Linked DNA regions of Ovis aries: region 2 is linked to region 1. A link is a contact called in public Hi-C data. All regions are on one chromosome and are shown on one strand. Each heading gives the region's core, a stretch centred on a gene start, on an enhancer-like site or on the middle of the called end of the contact. The rest is flanking DNA. Distances are from core to core; before and after follow the strand shown. Region 1 holds the start of CDYL (chromodomain Y like). Region 2 has its middle 88 kb from the start of CDYL.

Evidence for each region. A called contact is a pair of places that touch in the nucleus more often than the background predicts.
Region 2: a contact with region 1 is called in a Hi-C map of tail adipose tissue, with 2.2 times the contacts expected there. The contact joins the enhancer-like site here to the promoter of CDYL in region 1. A contact is called at or near these places in 5 of 16 Hi-C or Micro-C datasets (hypothalamus, liver, mixed tissues and 2 more).

What each region holds. Positions count from the first base shown.
Region 1 is chr20:48,817,491-48,822,962 of ARS-UI_Ramb_v3.0, reverse strand. CDYL (chromodomain Y like) reads left to right here and starts at 1,282. Exons shown (of 7, transcript XM_027958623.3): 1 at 1,282-1,641. The coding sequence starts at 1,618.
Region 2 is chr20:48,906,913-48,913,008 of ARS-UI_Ramb_v3.0, reverse strand. No RefSeq gene overlaps it. Among named protein-coding and RNA genes, the nearest start is that of CDYL, 88 kb to the right of the region's middle. Within about 2 kb of position 4,523, at least 15 of the 54 cell types and tissues checked have an H3K27ac peak or open chromatin away from gene starts, as enhancers often do. A contact at or near this core is called in liver and tail adipose tissue, where this site is marked.

The DNA.
Region 1 (5,472 bases), core at 33-2,532:
GTCCCCTTTTCCTCGCAGGGAGGCTGGCGGTCGCCGGCCGTTTGGGGCAGTCGGGCCACGCAGCCTCTTCCTCGTTCCGCAGCGATGAGGAGACGTCCAGGGTCCAGGCAGGTGTGCCCAGGGGCCTCGTCCACGATGCCCCTCTCCCGCGGCGAGTGCAGAGGGAGCCTGCCCATCGCCGGTCACCGAGCTGTCCCCCCCGTCTCCCCCCCGGCCCCGCCCAGGAGAACCACGACTGACAGCCCCGTTCCCTTGGAACCCAGACTTTTCCCCGGAGCCCGGCCCCTCCTCCCAGCTCCTCTTCGGGGGAGGCGGGCGCTCGAGAGGAACAAGGAGGCCCGGCGCGGGGGAAGCTGCGGGCCGGGCTCAGGCGGCCGCGCCCTCGCGCCGCCCCGGCCCCCGCCCCCGCACCCCGGCTTGCCGCCGAGCGGGAGCGCGCTCCGGCTCCGGGTCTTGGCGGCGGCCGCGGGGGAGGCGGGCACGTGGAGGGGCGGGGGCTCCACCTGGCCACGCCGCCGGGCCTCGGCGGGCTGGCCCTGGCCGGACGGGCTCCGCGCGCCAATGCCGTCGGGGCGGCGGGCTGCGGGCGCCGGGCGGCGCGGCTCCGAACCCAACCTTGGGCTCGCCGGTGCCCGCCCCCGTGTGAGCCGCCACCTTCCGCCCCCCACGTCGAGGCGGGCGCGCGGCCCAGTCCGACCTCCGGAGGGCCCCGGGGCGAGCAGGCCCCGCCCCTCAGGCCACGCCCGCCCACAAGCCACGCCCTGCGCGCCGCGGCCACGCCCCCCACGTCGAGGCGGGCGCACGGCCCGGCCCGACCTCCGGAGGGCCCTGGGGCGAGCTGGTTCCGCCCTCTCCCCGCCCCCGCGCGCCGCGGCCACGCCCCCCACGTCGAGGCGGGCGCACGGCCGGCCCGACCTCCGGAGGGCCCTGGGGCGATCAGGCCCCTCCCACGCGCGCCGCGGCCACGCCCCCCACGTCGAGGCGGGCGCGCGGCTCTGCCCGACCTCCGGAGGGCCCTGGGGCGAGCAGGCCCCGCCCCCGCTCGCGGCCCCGCCCCCGCCTCAGGCCCCGCCCCTTCCTGCCCGCCTGCCTGGCCGCCGAGCCCCAGCGCGGCCCGCCGCTCCCCGCGCCGCCCCGCCCGCCGGCCGCCCCGCCCCGCCCCCCCCACCCCGCGCGGGCGGCCCGAAAACCCGGAGCGCGGCTCGGCCGGGCCGGGCGGCCGCACTGGGCATGCTCAGTAGCCGGGGCAGGTTTTTCGGCCGCAAGTAGGAAGCTTTCTGCACTACCGCGGAGAGGGGGAGCCGCGGAGCCCGCGCGCCGCCGTGCACCGCCGCCGCGCCCGCCCCAGCCCGGCCCGGCCCCGCGGCGGCGCGATGAGCCCGAGCCCCAGCCGGCCCGCCGCGGAGTGAGCGCGGCGCGGAGGGCGCGTTGCGCAGCTGCTCCTGCGCACCGACCCGGCCGGCGGCCCGCAGCGGCGGGAGTGAGCGCCCGCCCGCCCGGCGCCGCGCGGAGCAGGAAGCGCAGGCCACGCAGGGACCCGACTGGAACAAAGTGTGGGCCGCCGGCGGCTCGGCGCCTCGCCGGCCCTGCCCCGCGCCGCGCGCCCCGCCGCCCGCCATGGCCTCCGAGGAGCTGTACGAGGTAGCTCCCCTCCCCCGGCCCCCGCCCCGGCCGCGGGTTGCTGGACGGAAGCGCGCGCGCCCGAGTTTGCGGGCCGGGGGCGTCCCGGCCGCGGGGCCGGACCGCGGACGGGGCTGGAGTGCTGGCGGCGGGGCGTGGGGGCGCCCGGCGGAGCACTCCTGGGTGGGGGGCTCTCGCCTGCGGGGTTGTGGGGCGGGGGGGGCGCGGGGACGAGTGCGACTGTCTCTCGACTCTGCTGCCGACCCGAGCGCTGCCCGACACCGCGCCGAGAGGGCCGAGCGTTGACCGCATGCTCTAATTAGGTTTGGTATTGTGGCCGGAGCCAGGAAATTTAAACCTAACGCGGCTCCAACCGTCATTCATTTTTGCGCCGTGGTGGTGCGAGCTTCGAGAAGGGGGCCCCCGTCAGAACCGCGAGTTCTGGGCCAAGGGTTTGCCAGCGTCGACTTGGAGCGGTGTGGTTGTTGGTTTGGATCTCCAGGCGTGTCTTGTGCGCCCCGATGTAACTTCTTGACTCGTTGCAAAGTCGACTTCCTGGGGAGTGCAGACGCTTGGAGAGCACTCTTTGCTTTCGGGTGCGTGTTTGTAAATACAGCTTCGTAAGAGACTTCACTTGTGGATACTCCGTGGGTTCACCTCCGATGCGTTCAGGGACCTGGATGTTTAGGGACGTAAGGAAGCGTCTGTAACGAGTAGAGCTCCTTTGGCCCCCAGCGATCGCTTAATGAGAACCGGCTGAGTCTTCCGAGGTGTCCCCTCTTGCCGGTGCGTTACCGCCCTTGGCACAGCGTGCGGCTGTGTGTTACCATCCGTTCTGGCCTTCTAGCAACTTTTTGTGCGAAAGTTCTCTGGAGGAGGCTGCCTTCCGTAGAATCCGTGGTCTGCCCGACATGGTACATGGTCGGAGTACCTTGGCTGGCTGAAAGTGCGCCATTATGCTCAAGTCCTTTACACGCTGGCTGTGCCCTGCTGTATTCAAGATGCTGTCTTGGGTCATTTGGGCTCAGTTGTGTCCCACTCTTTGCCACCCCGTGGACTGCAACCCGACCAGGTTCCTCTGTCCATGGGATTCCCCAGGCAAGAATAGTGGAGTGGGTGGCCATTTCCTCCTCCAGGGGATCTTCCCAACCCAGGAACTGAACTAGAGTCTCCTGCATTGCCAGGAGGATTCTTTACCCCAGCCACTTGGGAAGCCCCATTTAGGGTACTAAAGAAGGGGGGAAAAAAATCTCCTGTTCTCAAGCTTCCATTCTTTCTAAGAAAGAAAGTGGTGTTTGGGAAAAGGCCCGGAAGTAGAGGCTGAGACGTAACAGCTGGGAGAGTACATAGCACCAGGGCAAGAGGGGTTTTGGTTTCTACATCAGACTGTTGGTGAGGATTTTAGGCCTGAATGTTCATGCTTCCTTCATTTTTGAGGTTATAAATACACAGTCGAGTCACTTGTTCCCTTAGTGTTGGGTGAGGGCAGCACCTTATACCTGAGTTGTATCTCACATGTCACAAATTATTCTGGAGACAGCATTTTGACCAGTAGTGCATTATGAACCAGATTTAGTTCTTTGTTTATCCTGTATCTTCAGGCTTTCTGCTCTGGTGGCAGCATTCATTTATAAGTCACCTTCTGTGCCGAGCTGTCGTTCGTAGAGCATGTCATTGAATGCCTGCCCTGTGGACGCTCCGTGGGGAGCCAGGGAGGGACGAGGGATGGGAATGGTTTGTGCCTCCCAAGAGCTTCTGTCGGGAGAATGAAGAACGTCGCAGAGAAACGACCCACACGTCGCAGAGAAACGACCCACTTGCACAGTGGAGCTCATCATTTGGAGTTCTGATTTTGGGGAAAGGTGTTGCAGGGGGTCCAGTTGAGGTGACAGTCAATAACGTGGTCAGTGTCTTTCCCAATGCGTTTTCTCACTTCTCCTTTACTTGTAGGCAGCAGTGTGTCTATATTAGGATTGCAAGTTTATCTGAAAGTCCTGCGTGTAGCGATTGAGAGCCTGGATTTGGAGGCCGAAAACCTAGTTATTGACATCACCTTGAGCAAATTAACCTTGAAAGCTCAGTGTCCTCAATCTGTAAAATTGGAATCAAACGCTTCCCTCGTAGAGATGTGAAGTTTAAATGAAAAAAACGTGTAAAGCAGACCCACCGTTCCCAGAGAGCGCGCTCAGAAGGAGATGGTTGTTATTGTGTTTTAACTGATCTAACATGCCTCTCTGAGGTCTGGTTTTGTTTCTAAAGGTATAGAGTTGTCCTGGGTTAATCAAGGCAATATTCCTTGTGAGGCAGTTGTTTGAAGTAAACACTGCATCTGCCTGGCTGCTTGTCAGGTGGGGAGGGGAACGGTGTGGGAAGCACCAAGATACGTTAGTAACCAGTTCCTGGAGCACCAGTTGCCTGGTCTTGTCCAGTTCTGCTTAAATCGAAGTCGAAGTTTCTTTTGGGGCTCCACCTCCACAATTCCACAGGGATATGTTGACAGAGAGGAAGTTCAGAGTCTTGCTTTTTGAAGTAACTTGGGATGGTAAGAACAGGGCTTCTGCGTCTGCCGTAGCCTCTTGAACTTGGGTGAGTTCCTTAACTTCTGTTTTCTCACCTGAAAAGAAATGAGGCCTCTGACATTTAGCACAGTTTCTGCTCTGAAGTGATTGTCCTCGGTCAGTGGTGAAATGGTCACGGTAGCCGAGCCTCGTGAGTGCAGAAGAGAACAGCCCCCCAAGGGGGAAGCAGCGTCAGCCTTTTCCAGCATTGAGAGCGCTTGTTGGTTGAGGGGCAGAGTCGATTTACCCGCTGCGTCTCCAGCAGCTAGGATCAGGGGAGGCAGATTTTTCTGCATTCATCCATCCTGCGAAGTTTATAGTCTACAGAAGAAGTCAGGCATCCTTTAGGGCAGGGACCCACATAGTTTGTGTAGAGGACCAGCTAGTTGTTAATACCCAAGACCTTGCAGGCCGAGTGGTCTGTTACCACTGCTCAGCTCTGCTGTTGTCACTCAGAAGCATCCACAGGGTGGGAAAATTCAAATTTCATATAATTTTTACATGTCATGTAATTGTCTTCCTTTTTTAAAAAAAGAATCACTTGGAAATGTGAAAAAAAAAAAATACAGTCTTAACCTATGGATTCTACAAAACAGGCGGTGGGCTGGATCAGGCCTGTGGGTCTTAGTTTGCTGACCTCAGCTTTAGCGGTCAGCTGTTCTGGAGGCAGGGTTTGCACGGGGCTGGGGAGATGGAGGGTGGGGCATGGAGCAGTTAAAGGGCTTCTAACCCCTATCCCAGCGCTAGGCTTTAGAGCCAGAAGTGTGGGTTCCAGTCTTCCCTTCTGGGTCAGGAAGGGAAGAGCTGTGTATCTTAAGTAGCTGAATCTCCCCCAGACTTCCTCATCTGTGAAATGGAAGTGATGAGCACTGCTTCAGAGAAGAGTGAAGCCTGAGTAACGTTAGCATCTCAGAGCAGTTGGTAACGTCACCCTATAAAACATCTTTATCTTCTTCCATTCTTAAAAAGAGCCACCGCCAGCTCACACCCTGAAAGCAGAGTTTCTTCCTTTGAGATTTCATTCAATGTCAAGTGAATTGAGTTTATCACCAAAGAAAACCGTGAACTCCAGAGGATCTTAATTTATCTAGTGGTCAAATAACCATCAGATTGAGTTCAGGTGGGCTGAGCGAAGACTCTAAAACGATGGAAACAGTATTCTTTTATCTTGATCATTCTTTTTCTCATTGGATGTGGGCTTTTCTCCTCCTGAGAACTAGAGTAATGGCTAATTTAAATTTCAGGAGGACCTCCGTTATCTCTTCTTGGCCTTCTGAGAAAATATTTATCCAAC
Region 2 (6,096 bases), core at 3,274-5,773, 87 kb before region 1:
CATTTCTGTCCTTTATTGTGCCCATCTTTGCATGAAATGTTTCCTTGGCACCTCTAATTTTCTTGACGAGATCTCTAGTCTTTTCCATGCTATTGTTTCCCTCTATTTCTTTGCATTGATCACTGAGAAAGGCTTTCACATCTCTCCTTGCTATTCTAATGTCGCCCTGCCTTTTGCCCCCTTCTCACATAAGGGCTGCTCGGTCAATAGATGATTTTAATAAACAGAAGGCATAAGCCCATTGAGCTGAATATTTAGAAATGATTCTCTTCTAAATTTGGCCTTTGTGCACACGGATCATTTTACAGCCTTGCTCAAAAGTGGGGAGTGATTCCCATCAACAGAAAGGTCACATTCCTAAGCCACCTATTTCAGGAGCCCCACAACCTGGGTTTGGAAACTTTGGGAGAATTACGCTAAGCGGAGACAGAGGCTGGACATTCTAGGAGAGATGGCATTGGTAAAGGTGGTGATGAAAAGGGGGAGAGAAGTTTCCATGGGTGCATGGACCACGGCGACTGGGGGGGAGAGTTTCTACCCAGGAGCATCCGAAGATTCACTTTAGCAAAGACCCACTCACACCACTCTGGGGACCCTTCCCTGATCTCACCAACCCGCATGGCTGTGCCTGCCTCTGGCTTTCTGCCAACTTGTGTTCCCATCTCTAGCGTCACAGTTAACTAACACTGCTTCCCACTGCTAACCCCTGTCATTTTTGTATAGTATCTATAATGTATTGTTTCACTTCAGTGGTGAATCCCTAAAGAACAGTAACAGCATCTAGGGCAAAAGTGTACACAGAGCAGAGGCTTGGAAAGTTTAAGTTGAAACAACTGGTTCCTTAGAAAACAGGGAGGGGTTGCCCACATTAGATAGTTGGGTTATGCTCACCTCTGGAGTGAAAAAGTTTGGCTAAACTTAGTTGGAAGTCACTTATGCTGATTAGCAGCCAAGGAAATAATATAGAAGTTTATCAGCCTTACTCAAAATTTAATTTAAAAACCATTCCATCATCCAATTAATTTAACAGTCTGGTGGCATTGGAGTAGTTTTCACACTAAGTAGGGGAAAAAAAAAAAAAACGTTCCTTTTTTTCGGTGGAGAAGATAAGACCAGACAAATGCCTGCAAGTGGTCATGCGCATGTGACCGTCTGAATCCAGATCTAGCTCTGGATTAGAGCCAATGTCATTTCACCCGAGCCCCGACCCGTCACATTCCACACAGAACAACGTGTGTCTGGGCTCCTTACTTTGCAATCTCGCAATGACCTTTGAAATAGCCTCTTATTATTAGATGAAAGCTGCTTTGAAGCAAGGGAAGCTGATTGTAAATGCCACGTTTAGGAACCAGGCCAAGTTCGTCTTCACCAAAGTTCTACCATATTGTTGACAAGCATGCAATATCGCTGCACGTTGGCTGCTGCAAACCAGCCGCTCACCTGCACCGGCGTCCGCAGGGGGGCAGGGGGCCTGCGAGGTTAGAGAGCCCCACCCTGCGAGACCGCCCCTGCCACTGCGCCCATTCCAGCCCTCTCCTCTGAACTCCTTGCGGCGTCTCCAACCTCATTACCTCTGGGTTGGACTCCTTCACCTGCAAGAGGCTCTCTTCCCAACTGTGGCACCTCAAGACATTTGAAAGTGAGTCAGTCTTCCTTTAGAACATTTAAATGTTTTTTTTTTTTTTAAACAAAGGAATGTAACTGTTTACTTTCTCAAACAATTAACCAAAAATGGCAAGTGAAAGAAATAATAAAGGGAAGATTAAAGAAAATCGGTTGAAAAGTTTAGGTGGACAATGACACTCATTCTTCCCTTAGTTTGTTTTTATGCCAAACACAGATTTGAGACATTTTACAACAAAAAATGTTACTAGAAAGTAAACTTTAAAATGGGCCTCCCTGCTGCCTCGGTGGTAAAGAATCCACCTGCCAGTGTTGCACACACGGGAGACGTAGGCTTGATCCCCTGGATCAAGGGAAGATCCCCTGGAGGAGGAAATGGCAGCCCACTCCAGCATTCCTGCCTGGAGAATCCCATGGACAGAGGAGCCTTCCAGACTGCGGTACACGGGTTGCAAAAAGGCGAGCCTGACTTAGTGACTAAATGACAACAACAAATTAAAGAACAAGAGATGCGGCCTGAAAAGGGAGGAAAAATTCTATTAAAACCCTAAGTAAAAGGAAGCATCTTAGCCCGTGCCGGTTGCCAAAAGAGAACGCCACAGACTGGGACACTTGTAAACAACAGAATTTTATTTCTCACAGTTCTGGAGCTGGAAGTCCAAGCTCAAGGCACCTACCTCGAGCCTCAGTGTCTGTTGAGAACCCACTTTCCCCTTGCTGAGTCCACGCCTGGTGGACGGAGGGAGAGAGCTCTGGAGACTCTTATAAAGATAAAAATCCCATTCATAGGGTCTTCGCCCTCATGGCCTATCGCCTCCCGCAGACCCCATCTCCTAAATCCATCACATTAGGTATTAGGCTTCAACATTTGAATCACGGGGCACAAACATTCAGTCCACAGCGGGGAGCTGTATCTGACCGTGAATCTCAGCTTGGTGAGGCCAAAGGATCTGGGCACCTGGGGAAGGTACAGAGCCCCAGGAGAGGCCCCTGAGCGCCCTGTGCTGCAGATCCATAGAGGGAGGGGCACTTCCAACACAGTTATCTGACCCTCCCCGCACTTACTGAGTCAGAGTCCCGGGCGAGAAGCCCAGGTGCCCGTCTAATAGAAGGAAGCATGAAGAAAGACAGCCTTTTTCTTCGCTCTGAGACTATCCATGACAGATGGTTCCTCTGAAGGCCATGGGACAATGAAATGCACAGCGTGGATTGCATGGCTGTTCCTCACGCTGACCTTCAGCAGAGGTTGAGACGTAGCCTGAACACAGCAGGTGAAAGATCCAGGTACAACTCACCAGCGCGGCCCCTGGACCAGCAGAGAAATGGTCCACTCGGGTACGTGGCCTCTCCTTCAGGGGGCAGTGAGGAGCCGGTAGGGCCATGCAAGTGTGAGTGTGTGTGCCAGCTCAGTCGTGTCTGACTCTTTGGGACTCCAGGATATAGTCCCCCCAGGCTCCTCTGTCCATGGAACTTGCCAGGCAAGAACACTGGAGTGGGTTGCCATTTCCTTCTCCAGGGGATCTTCCTGACACAGGGCTCAAACCTGGGTCTCTTATATTGCAGGGGATTCTTTACCCTTAGTGATCCCTGGGAAGCCGTGCACGGAGCCGGTCCCCAAAAATGAATGTTAGCAGTTTTTACGGTTATCCTCAAAGGTCACTGTTCTTACTGGACTCTGGCAGGGGCTGAAAATGTCAGATAACCAACAAGAAGCAGCAATAAAAACCATCCCTGCTCTCACTACACCTCCTTTGTAGCACTGTCGCCTGCAAAACCTATTACTAATTCCTGGGGAAATGAAGAGAGAACCTGGGTAATAAAGGCAAAGCTTCTTTTCTCTCCCTCTGTACTGAGTGTAGCTTCACTGGCTCACAGCGGGGCACGTGCAGAGGCCTTGCAGCGGGGGCCTCAGACCAGGGTTCCAGGTGGGGAATGCCAGTGTCCACACCTCAACTCAGGGCTTCCCAGGTGGCTCGGTGGTAAAGCAATGCAGGAGATGCAGCTTCAGTCCCTGGGTTGGGAAGATCCCCGGGAGAAGAAGTGGCATCCCACTCCAGTATCCTTGCCTGGAGAATCCCATGGACAGAGGAGCCTGGTGGGCTACAGTCTATGGGGTTGCAGAGTTGGACATGACTGAGCGACTGGACAACAACAAATTGGCAAGCGTACGCACAGGTCTCACCCTGACATTTGCCTGGAAGACTTTAGGAACAGGATTTGTCACGCATCCACATCTACAAGGCAGAAACCGCCAGAAACCCTCAGCTGATTCCCCGGAATCTGAGTCATTGGGTAACCTCATCAACTTTCCCCTTTGTTCAGAACATGGCTAGTGACATCCTTTTTTGAAATTTCCTCAACTCTTTCTAAAGGGCAGTCACCCCTGAAGTCATTTGTTTTAAAGTTTCACATTCAAGCCAGCATAAAAGTGGAGAATGAAATGCTGTATGGATCTCGTGAACTTGAATCCAGATAGTGAGAGCTCATAAACTCCCAGTGGGGGTGACCCAGGCTCCCCGGGGTCAAGGGCGGGGGCGGTGTGTCCTAGCCTGGCCCCCAGAGCACAGCCAGCTTCTTGTTGGGTTCCCGAACCATCACCAAGAGCCAAACACTCGCGAAGGAGGCAGCGGTGTCGGTTAGCGCATCACCTAAAGAAGAGTACGTGCCCAGGGACCCATCAGTCACCGGGAAGCATCTAGAAGAACCGACACCCCCTGGACATCCTCCCGGTTGGAGAGCTTGTCAACTTGGAGAAGGATGACATTTTAAGACGGTAGTAAGGTGAGATCTGAAAGCATTTCAAACTCTAGGACCCTCGGAGCAGCTGCCGGACACCGAACTCGAAAGCCCTCGGAAGAAGCAAGCTGCCTGGGGACGCAGGAAGCCACGCTGCTCCTCCCACAGCTGTCGGAGCCAAAGCCGGCCTCTCCCCACCCCCTCCCAGCTCCGGGAAGAGCAGGAGCTCCAGAAAGAACGGAAAAGGCGAAAACACGGAGAGACGGAGCTCAGGAAGGGAGCCTCGGATAGACCCGGATGGACCAGCAAGGATCAGAAAGGGTAAAATTGAGTCCAGCGTTGGCTTTGGAAATAACTCTTAGGCATAACGAAAGGCAAAGTTCGAATGCCATCTTGGGCTGTGAGATAACAGTCAAGTCCCTTTAGAATCTCTGTTTACAAATACGTTTAATTAAAACGGTTTTAATAGCAATAATGTCCTCAGGAGGTCGTGTTCAAGGCTGGAAAGACTGGCAGTGAAACCTCACCTTTAAAAGGAGCACACTTGCTCTCATCCTAAAATGTGTTGGCTCCCAGGCCTGGAGAGAAGGAAGGGACACAGCGCTATGGAAACCAGATGCAAATTCTAGGACACAAGTGGCTGACTGGTGCTTACAGAAATTCCGGATCTAGAGACCACTCCACTGATGTCAATGCCGGGAAGACTGCGGAGCATCTGGGAAGAGATGGTCTCGAGGAGCCGGCTTGGTGCAAGTCACATCAAACTTTTTTCAATCATATTCTTTTTTTCAGATTATGAAAGTAGTATTGTCTCACTGTTTTTTATTTTTTAATTGGAGTTTAATTGCTTTACGATGCTGTGCTAGCTTCTGCTACACAACAGCATGACTCGGCTGTATGTGTACAGGTATCCTGTGTCTCCTGAGCCTCCCTCCCTCTCCTCCCATCCCACTCCTCTAGGTCACCATCATTATTTTTTTTAAGCACTAAAAAACAAACAAACAGGTGAATGGCCCCACCATTATCCCAACCCTCAGAGATGACTACCATTAACTGATTTATCCACGTTTTTCTCTGCATTTATACTGCTGTTCAAAAAACAGGACTTATACAGATGTAGCTCAATTCTCACAAGATTCCTGTTCCTGGAAAGGTGACCTCCAAAAGCAAACTAACACTTAAAATAATTTCAGTTTAACTTTGACATTCACCTATCCATGCTTCATTTGTGAAACGGAGTAGTCCAGTAGGAAGGCTTAATATCTTCCTTTTGATAGTGGGTCAAGATTGCTGTTCCCATATACAGAGTGTGAATCAGTAAATAGTTTCAGTTATTTTCATAGTTAACGAAAATGACCATACTATTAAGCAACATCCAGTTACTGTTCAAGCATTTTATGTATGTTCACTCTTAAGAAAACCCTACGAGGAAGGTAATCATATCTTATTTCAGGTGGAGAAAAGGAGGCTCAGATAAATTAATGTTCCCAAGGTCAGGCAGCAAGCAGTTGTGATATCACTTGTTCAAACCTGTTCAAACCAAAGTCAGTGTATGTCCCATCCTACTGCCTACCATCCAAGTAATTGGGTCCTGGCTACGCATATATGTGGGTCAATAAATCAACACGCCCAAAGTTGTTTTCTGATGTGACTGTGCATATTATGGCATAATTAGTAGAGGTAGTGAGTTTGGAGTCCATTCTCTGGCACTTAGCACCGGCCTGACCTTGAGCAAAT